Regions from separate parts of the Sus scrofa genome. Here region 2 is linked to region 1. Evidence: chromatin contacts called from public HiChIP or PLAC-seq data. All regions are on one chromosome and are shown on one strand. Each heading gives the region's core, a stretch centred on a gene start, on an enhancer-like site or on the middle of the called end of the contact. The rest is flanking DNA. Distances are from core to core; before and after follow the strand shown. Region 1 overlaps RALGPS1 (ras-specific guanine nucleotide-releasing factor RalGPS1). Region 2 overlaps RALGPS1 (ras-specific guanine nucleotide-releasing factor RalGPS1).

What was found. HiChIP or PLAC-seq counts read pairs in DNA pulled down with a chosen protein or histone mark.
Region 2: an H3K27ac HiChIP or PLAC-seq map of skeletal muscle shows a contact between it and region 1, with 4 times the contacts expected there. The contact joins two enhancer-like sites. A contact is called at or near these places in 3 of 47 Hi-C or Micro-C datasets (embryonic fibroblasts, heart right ventricle and mesenteric adipose tissue) and 1 of 2 datasets of contacts at active chromatin or transcription factors (skeletal muscle).

The regions. Positions count from the first base shown.
Region 1 is chr1:267,551,594-267,554,732 of Sscrofa11.1, forward strand. The region is part of intron 4 of RALGPS1 (ras-specific guanine nucleotide-releasing factor RalGPS1); the gene reads left to right. Among named protein-coding and RNA genes, the nearest start is that of ANGPTL2, 110 kb to the right of the region's middle. Within about 2 kb of position 1,493, at least 23 of the 83 cell types and tissues checked have an H3K27ac peak or open chromatin away from gene starts, as enhancers often do. A contact at or near this core is called in skeletal muscle, where this site is marked.
Region 2 is chr1:267,623,262-267,626,543 of Sscrofa11.1, forward strand. All of the region lies in intron 8 of RALGPS1 (ras-specific guanine nucleotide-releasing factor RalGPS1), which reads left to right. Among named protein-coding and RNA genes, the nearest start is that of ANGPTL2, 35 kb to the right of the region's middle. Within about 2 kb of position 1,415, at least 10 of the 83 cell types and tissues checked have an H3K27ac peak or open chromatin away from gene starts, as enhancers often do. A contact at or near this core is called in skeletal muscle, where this site is marked.

The DNA of each region.
Region 1 (3,139 bases), core at 243-2,742:
ATTCGCTCATTCATCAGTCTGTGGTGCTGCCTGTTGCGGAGACAGGGGCGGGGGTGGGGGACGTGGACACAATTCCGAGAGAGCGACAGGCAGACTTGTAAACACACAGTGGACCAGAGTATCTGGGGCATCAAGGAGAAGGTGGTGGGTGGGGTGGGCAGGAGGCAGAGCTCTAGCTTGTTAGCCTTGGGGATTCACGGAGAGGTTGCAAAAGGGGAGTGTCCTGGATGGATTTGTACTTTAGAATGTTGGTTTGAATTGCCAATTGCAGGCAGCAGACTGGCTGGGGGGTGCGCAGCAGCCTGTGGGAGGCAAGGGCGGTGGCAATGGAGAGAAGGGGCCCGGCCTTAGACCCGTCAGGGGGCTGCCATGAGAGCTGAACCAAGAAGACCCAGGAGAAGAGGGGTGCGCTGTGCCATTGGGGAGCAGAAGGAAGAGCAGGTAGCAGGGAAGGAGGCAGAGGCAGTGGCCCTGGATGCAGGAGGCCCAGGCAGCCCGGTGTCCTGGAAGTCAGGCCGCGTGGTCGGCAGCGTTTCGTCCAGGGGAGGGAGGCCAGGAGGTCATGTGGGCGAAGGATTTCCTAGTTCAGGGTCAGAGGCGGGGTCGCTCTAGCAACCACGCTTTCGAGGGCGAGGGCTATGCCTTTGGGTAGCTGTGGTGGGGGGGGCATGGAAGCCTTTCTGGGGGGAGGCTGAGGTGTGACCCAGTTTACCGACGTGCCCGGAGATGACGGCAGGAGAGTGGGAGGAGACTGTGAGCTAGAGTGGAACGTGAGAGAGCATCCTGGGGTCGGGAGCTGATGGCAATGTGGGGGGGACATGGAAGTGTCCAGAAATGGCTTGGGGCTCCCCAGAAGACAGTTGCGGGCCTAGACTGAGAGCATTATGAGGGAAGGGACCAGAGTGTCACCAGCATCTGCCACCTGGGTTCAAGGCACAGGCCTGGTGCTGAGTGTCAGTGGAAGGCAGGCCAGGGGTGTTGGGTGGGCACACGTCCTCTGTCCCGACCCCTTCCTCACTGGGGCTCTGGAGGGAACCCGGGATTTAAAGGGAAAAGAATGAGGAGGTGGGAGGTGCGTTAACAAATGTTGTGGGACAATGGAGGCCATATCCAGTTAGAACTCTTTTTTTTTTTTCTTTTTCCTTTTTATTGTTGCACATGTGGCATACAGAAGTTCCCAGGCCAGGGGTCGAATCAGGGCCACAGCTGATTCGGCACATCCACAGCAACACCAGATCCAAGCTGCATCTTCGGCAACACCAGACCCTTAACCCACTGAGCGAGGTCAGGGATCAAACCTGCCTCCTCATAGGGACAATGTCTGGTCCCTAACCCTCTGAGCCACAACGGGAACTCCCCAGATAGAACTCTTGTCCCTGAGCAGAGGTAGCGGGGGGCACTCACTCTAGGGAGACTGGGTTTCATCCTTCCCTGAATCAGGGCTTGAGACCTTGGGCTATGGCTGGACTAGCCTCTGCTGGTCTGCAGAGAACTGACCTGCAGGAGTGGAAGACTCCCCGCTGACATACAGTTTCCTCTGGGCAGGCACATGACACGTTGCAGTTCAGGAAAACACTACTTGTGGGTTCAGGAACCTGACCCTCTGGCCTTTTGTCTGGATGCCGTTCGCTTGCTCTGAAGAAGCGGGCATTCCAGAAAGCAGAGGTCAGTGTTGGAAGTCGGACAAACCCTGTGTGTCTTCGCTGCTCCTTGGAATCACAGCGTTTGGCTTCGGGAGGAGGGAAGAGTGTTGCCAGCAAGGCAGTTATTTGTAAAGAGGAGACTGGTTTCGCTGACATCATTAAAACCCCTCTTTCAGGTCACATGCTGTTTTCTCAGACCGTTTCCCGCCCCTGCCCCAGCCCAGCCCAAGTCACTGCCGCCTCCTCTGATCCCATCTCCCCACATCCAATCCTGCCCCCAACCTCCTCTCTGCCTTGGGAGATGTCTTTCTAAAGCTAAAGCCTGACTGCGTTTCGTCCTGCTCCTAGGAGGTAGACTTGTCTCCTCTCCCAGGCAGCCAAGGTTCCAAGGGATGGGCCAGCAGCAGACCTCCATTGTGTGCAAATGTCATGGCTGAAAAGGCAATAATTAGTGTTTCCAATCTGTCTCCCACCTGGATTATAAACTCTATGGCCACAGGGATCATCCAGTACAATTCACTGTGTCCTGCCATCTACCCAGTGCTTGATGTTATTTGCTGAATATATTAGGGTGTAGTAATAAAAATAATAACAGTAAGATCCCATTGCATCCTCTTGACGTAAACACTACACTGGCTCTCTCTGTAAGAAAAACAAACCTGAATCGGGTAGTGGGGGGGCGGCGGTCCAGGTGCCCTCGGAGTGGGGCCACGGCCTGGGGAGGACGGCTCTGGCACAGGGCTTTCCAGTACCTGAGCAGCTGTCTCTCTCCTTTGTCACTGCTCTGAGTTTGCATTTGTTATTTGCTTCTCGTTTCCTAGTAATTGCTCTACCCATTGCAATGATCTGGTGTCACAATCGAAACAAAGTGGAAAAGGGCTTTCCCCCAGCTCCATTCATGATGGAGACAGAGGCTGGAGTCCCTCTCTGGGCTCCCCAAAAAAGGCCTGCTTGAAGGGTGGGGAGAGCCGGCTGGGAGTCAGATCTGACCGCAGACATAGGCCAGCAGCACATTTGATCCGATGAAGCCAACACTTTGCAATTTCCAGACTCATTATTTTCTTCCTTCTTGAGTGTGGGTATGACATTTTAAATAAATTAATAACACAAAACAGAACCTTTGGTGAACAGCTGCTTTTATCCCCGGGGGCTTGGCGCCTGGTTGTGACTTTGTGAGGAAAATGGGCTTTGTTTAGACTCTTGCTGCAGGAGCAACGGCCTGATTCTGATCACAGGCAGTTTGGGGTGTTGGGAGGCTCACCCTTCGGAGGCAGGGAGATCTGCGTGTGGAACCTGGCTCTGCTGCTCTCCAGCTGCGTGCGCCTGGCAAGTTTCCGCACCTCCCGGAGCCCGTTTCCTCATCTGCAGCATGGACAGGATGCCCATCTCATGGTGTTGTGATGCTTAAAGGAGATCATATAGGCAGATAGCCTGGCACAAGGCAGAAACTCAGCAAGCTATTTCTCCCCTCGTGAGACAAGTCAGCAATGCAATAA
Region 2 (3,282 bases), core at 165-2,664, 72 kb after region 1:
ATAACGTTCCAAAAAGCAAAGCTTGAATTTGCCATGTGCTGGCAACTATTTACATAGCATTTACATCGTATTAGGCATTATAAGTAGTCTGGAGATGGTTTAAAGTATAGGGGAGGATGTGCATAAGTTACATGCAAATACGATGCCATGTTATATATGGGACTTGACATCCCCAGACTGTGGTACCCACAGGGGTCCTGGAGCCAGTCCCGCGTGGATACCGAGGACTGACCTCTGGGAGTTTGTAACAGCTCTGGATTCACTATGAAGTATGTCCCGTACAAAATGACCTTGATTCCACTTATTCCTTTCTTTTATTTCTTTGATGTTAATTCGGTGAAATCTGATTTATTTTTCCTTTGCATTCATTTTATAAATCTTTGACTCTATTTTGGATTTTTAACATTTTAAGTTGTTTTGTCTTAGGTGCGATCTTTTTTAAAATGAATTTTATTACATTTATAGTTGTACAATATCATCACAACCCAATTTTATAGCATTTCCATCCCAACCCCCCCCCAGCCCATCCTGCCCCCCCCCAATCTGGGCATGATCCTTGAAAACCTCATTTAGTTGGGCCCAATAAGAGAGACCTTGCCTTTTAGTGGGGGGTAAAAGCCTTTCCCATTTGTTTGGACTTGAGCCACGTTATTGAATTATCATCCTTCTTTTTTTTTTTTTTTTTTTTTTTTTTGTCTTTTTGTCTTTTTGTTGTTGTTGTTGTTGCTATTTCTTGGGCCGCTCCCGCGGCATATGGAGGTTCCCAGGCTAGGGGCCGAATCGGAGCTGTAGCCACCGGCCTACGCCAGAGCCACAGCAACGCGGGATCCGAGCCGCGTCTGCAACCTACACCACAGCTCACGGCAACGCCGGATCGTTAACCCACTGAGCAAGGGCAGGGACCGAACCCGCAACCTCATGGTTCCTAGTCGGATTCGTTAACCACTGCGCCACGACAGGAACTCCAATTATCATCCTTCTTAATGCTTCGTGTCCTTTCCTTGCTCTCATCTTAAGACTTGCTGTAAACGGCAGTGTCTTTCCACTGGGCGAGGGTGAGGGCAAAGCCCCATCTCAGATCTGCAGATGGAGGGCATGTTGGTTTGCCCAGCTCCCGAGCCCGTTCCACCTCGCCTGAGGCTAATCAGGTGGAGGACGGGTTGATGGATGAGGCTGAGGGACGCCTCGAGCGGCCCATTGCTGCAAGGTGGCAGACATGCTCTTCCAGCATTGCTCAGGATGGCCTCTCCTCTCTCACAGAATGATCACAGGAGCTGGGCTTATCGTCTGCTTTCTCTGTGCCTGGCACTTTGCTAGATATTTTAATGCATCATCTCAATGAATGCTCACAATGGCTCAGCAAATAAGCAGGTGCTGAGAGGTTGTCTAGGGTCACATAACTGGAGAGTGGCAGAGCCAGGACTTGGCCCAGATGGTCTGGCTCTAAGCCCTGGGCTCTTGACACTGCCCTCTCCTGACTCCTCACCTCCGCGTTCAGGTCATTATTTTCCTACTCCTCCCTTTCACTTGCCACCTGTATGTCCTCTGCCATTTATGACTTGTGGGTGGCCTCCGTAGGGCACTAAATGAAGTGGGATGAATTGCCTTGGCTCTTTCTTGTGACACTTTGTTCTTGGACTACAAAGCAGTGCTATCTTGGGCTTCTGAGGGAGTGGTTAGCGGGCTTCAGCCAAGGGCAGACTGGACCAGCAGCATCTCCCCTTGCTGCCCGGTGTCCCTTCTCATTAGACCAGGAGGTCCCAGACCCCTCCCCTTTGGATGAGTCCCCTGCTCAGGCCGCTGGCCAGAGGTCCCTTGTGCATAACCACGGTGGCTCAGGACACAGGACAGGTCCACACTGGCAGCAGACACATGGTCTGGGCCAGGGCCCCTTGCCACTGAGTTTCCGGACAGAAACACCCTCCTTGTCCTTGCTCACCTCATCTCAGCTGCCTGTTCCTGTCAGGTACTTCCCAAGAAGCTCCGTGTGGACCTCTGTTCTCCTGCGAGACCCTCCTGCTTGCCTCCGAGGGAGCCCAGCCTCACCTCATGCTCCTCTCCCTTCAGCCCCGAGGATCCCCCCCTCCCGCCCCCGCACGCCCCATACACCAATCAGACTTCCTTTCCCATCCTTGCATCAGAAAGACTCCTGACATACATGAGTCAGATGGGAAGAACGGGAGGAGACGCCAAGGTGCTTTCTGCCCTCAGGACAGCGCGTGAGGGTTGTTACCATGGGGGCACCGCGATCCCATCCTGAGGCTCAGCAGGGCCATCTGTCATCCCGAGGGCAGCTAGGGCCCTGCCTGCCCCTCTGATTGCCATAGACAGACCCTGCCCACGTCCAGGTTGTGGTTTTAGTGCTGGATTCCTCTTGAAAACCCAACCTGTCCTGGGGCCGGATTTGTTTATCAGAAGAGGAAGAGTTACATAATTCCTGGAAAGTACAATATAGGAAAAAATGTCTGAAGCCGTTTCTTTTTCCCCTGGCAACGTCCTCACCGTAGGTCTTTCCCTGGGGGAGAGGGAGTTATTCTGGGGGCGGGACTTGATATTTTCAGCTGCGTTGGTAAAGCTTAGTTCCTGCTCGGGACCTTGAATGCTGCTTTAGCCGTTACGTGTATAACTGCTCAAAAGACTATGGGTTCTTCTAAACGCCTGTGGAAGGTTCTACACTCACTAGTTTCCCGGGACCATTCGTGCGTGTGTCCCCCACTCCTTGTAAAGATACCCTAATGTAGTACTAGCCATTGTCATTCACCATGTGGTGTGTATTCCAGCTCCTTTCGATGCAAATTTTAGAGCCAGTTGGCTGAACTTTAGTGCACTGTTTCTCATGAAACATAATTTAAAAAACACTGAGGGAAAAACTTACTACATTTAAAAAATAAGACTCTGTCTCAAAATGTCATTCCCATTTACTTCAAAGAGCAAAAACAGTGGTAGGAAATAGGCCATTTACTTGCAGCTTAATTTGATCTGATAGCAACTCCTTGTAAGTACCCAGTTCGGGTCAAAATGGTAACAAAAGCAGGCAAAGGGCTGTGGCGAGTGGCTACAGCATTTATTTCTAAGTATCTTTATTAGCTTTGAGAGTGTTTGGTTTTCACTAGCTATAGTTCCCTCCAGGAAACAGCTAAATAAAATTTGGAATATAACGGATTTAAAAAGGGATAGAGCCTGATTCTAAAAGTAACTATAGGAGTTCCCTAGTGGCTCAGTGGGTTAAGGATCTGGCATGGTCACTGCCGTGGCTTGGGTTCCATCCTTCTCCCGGGAACG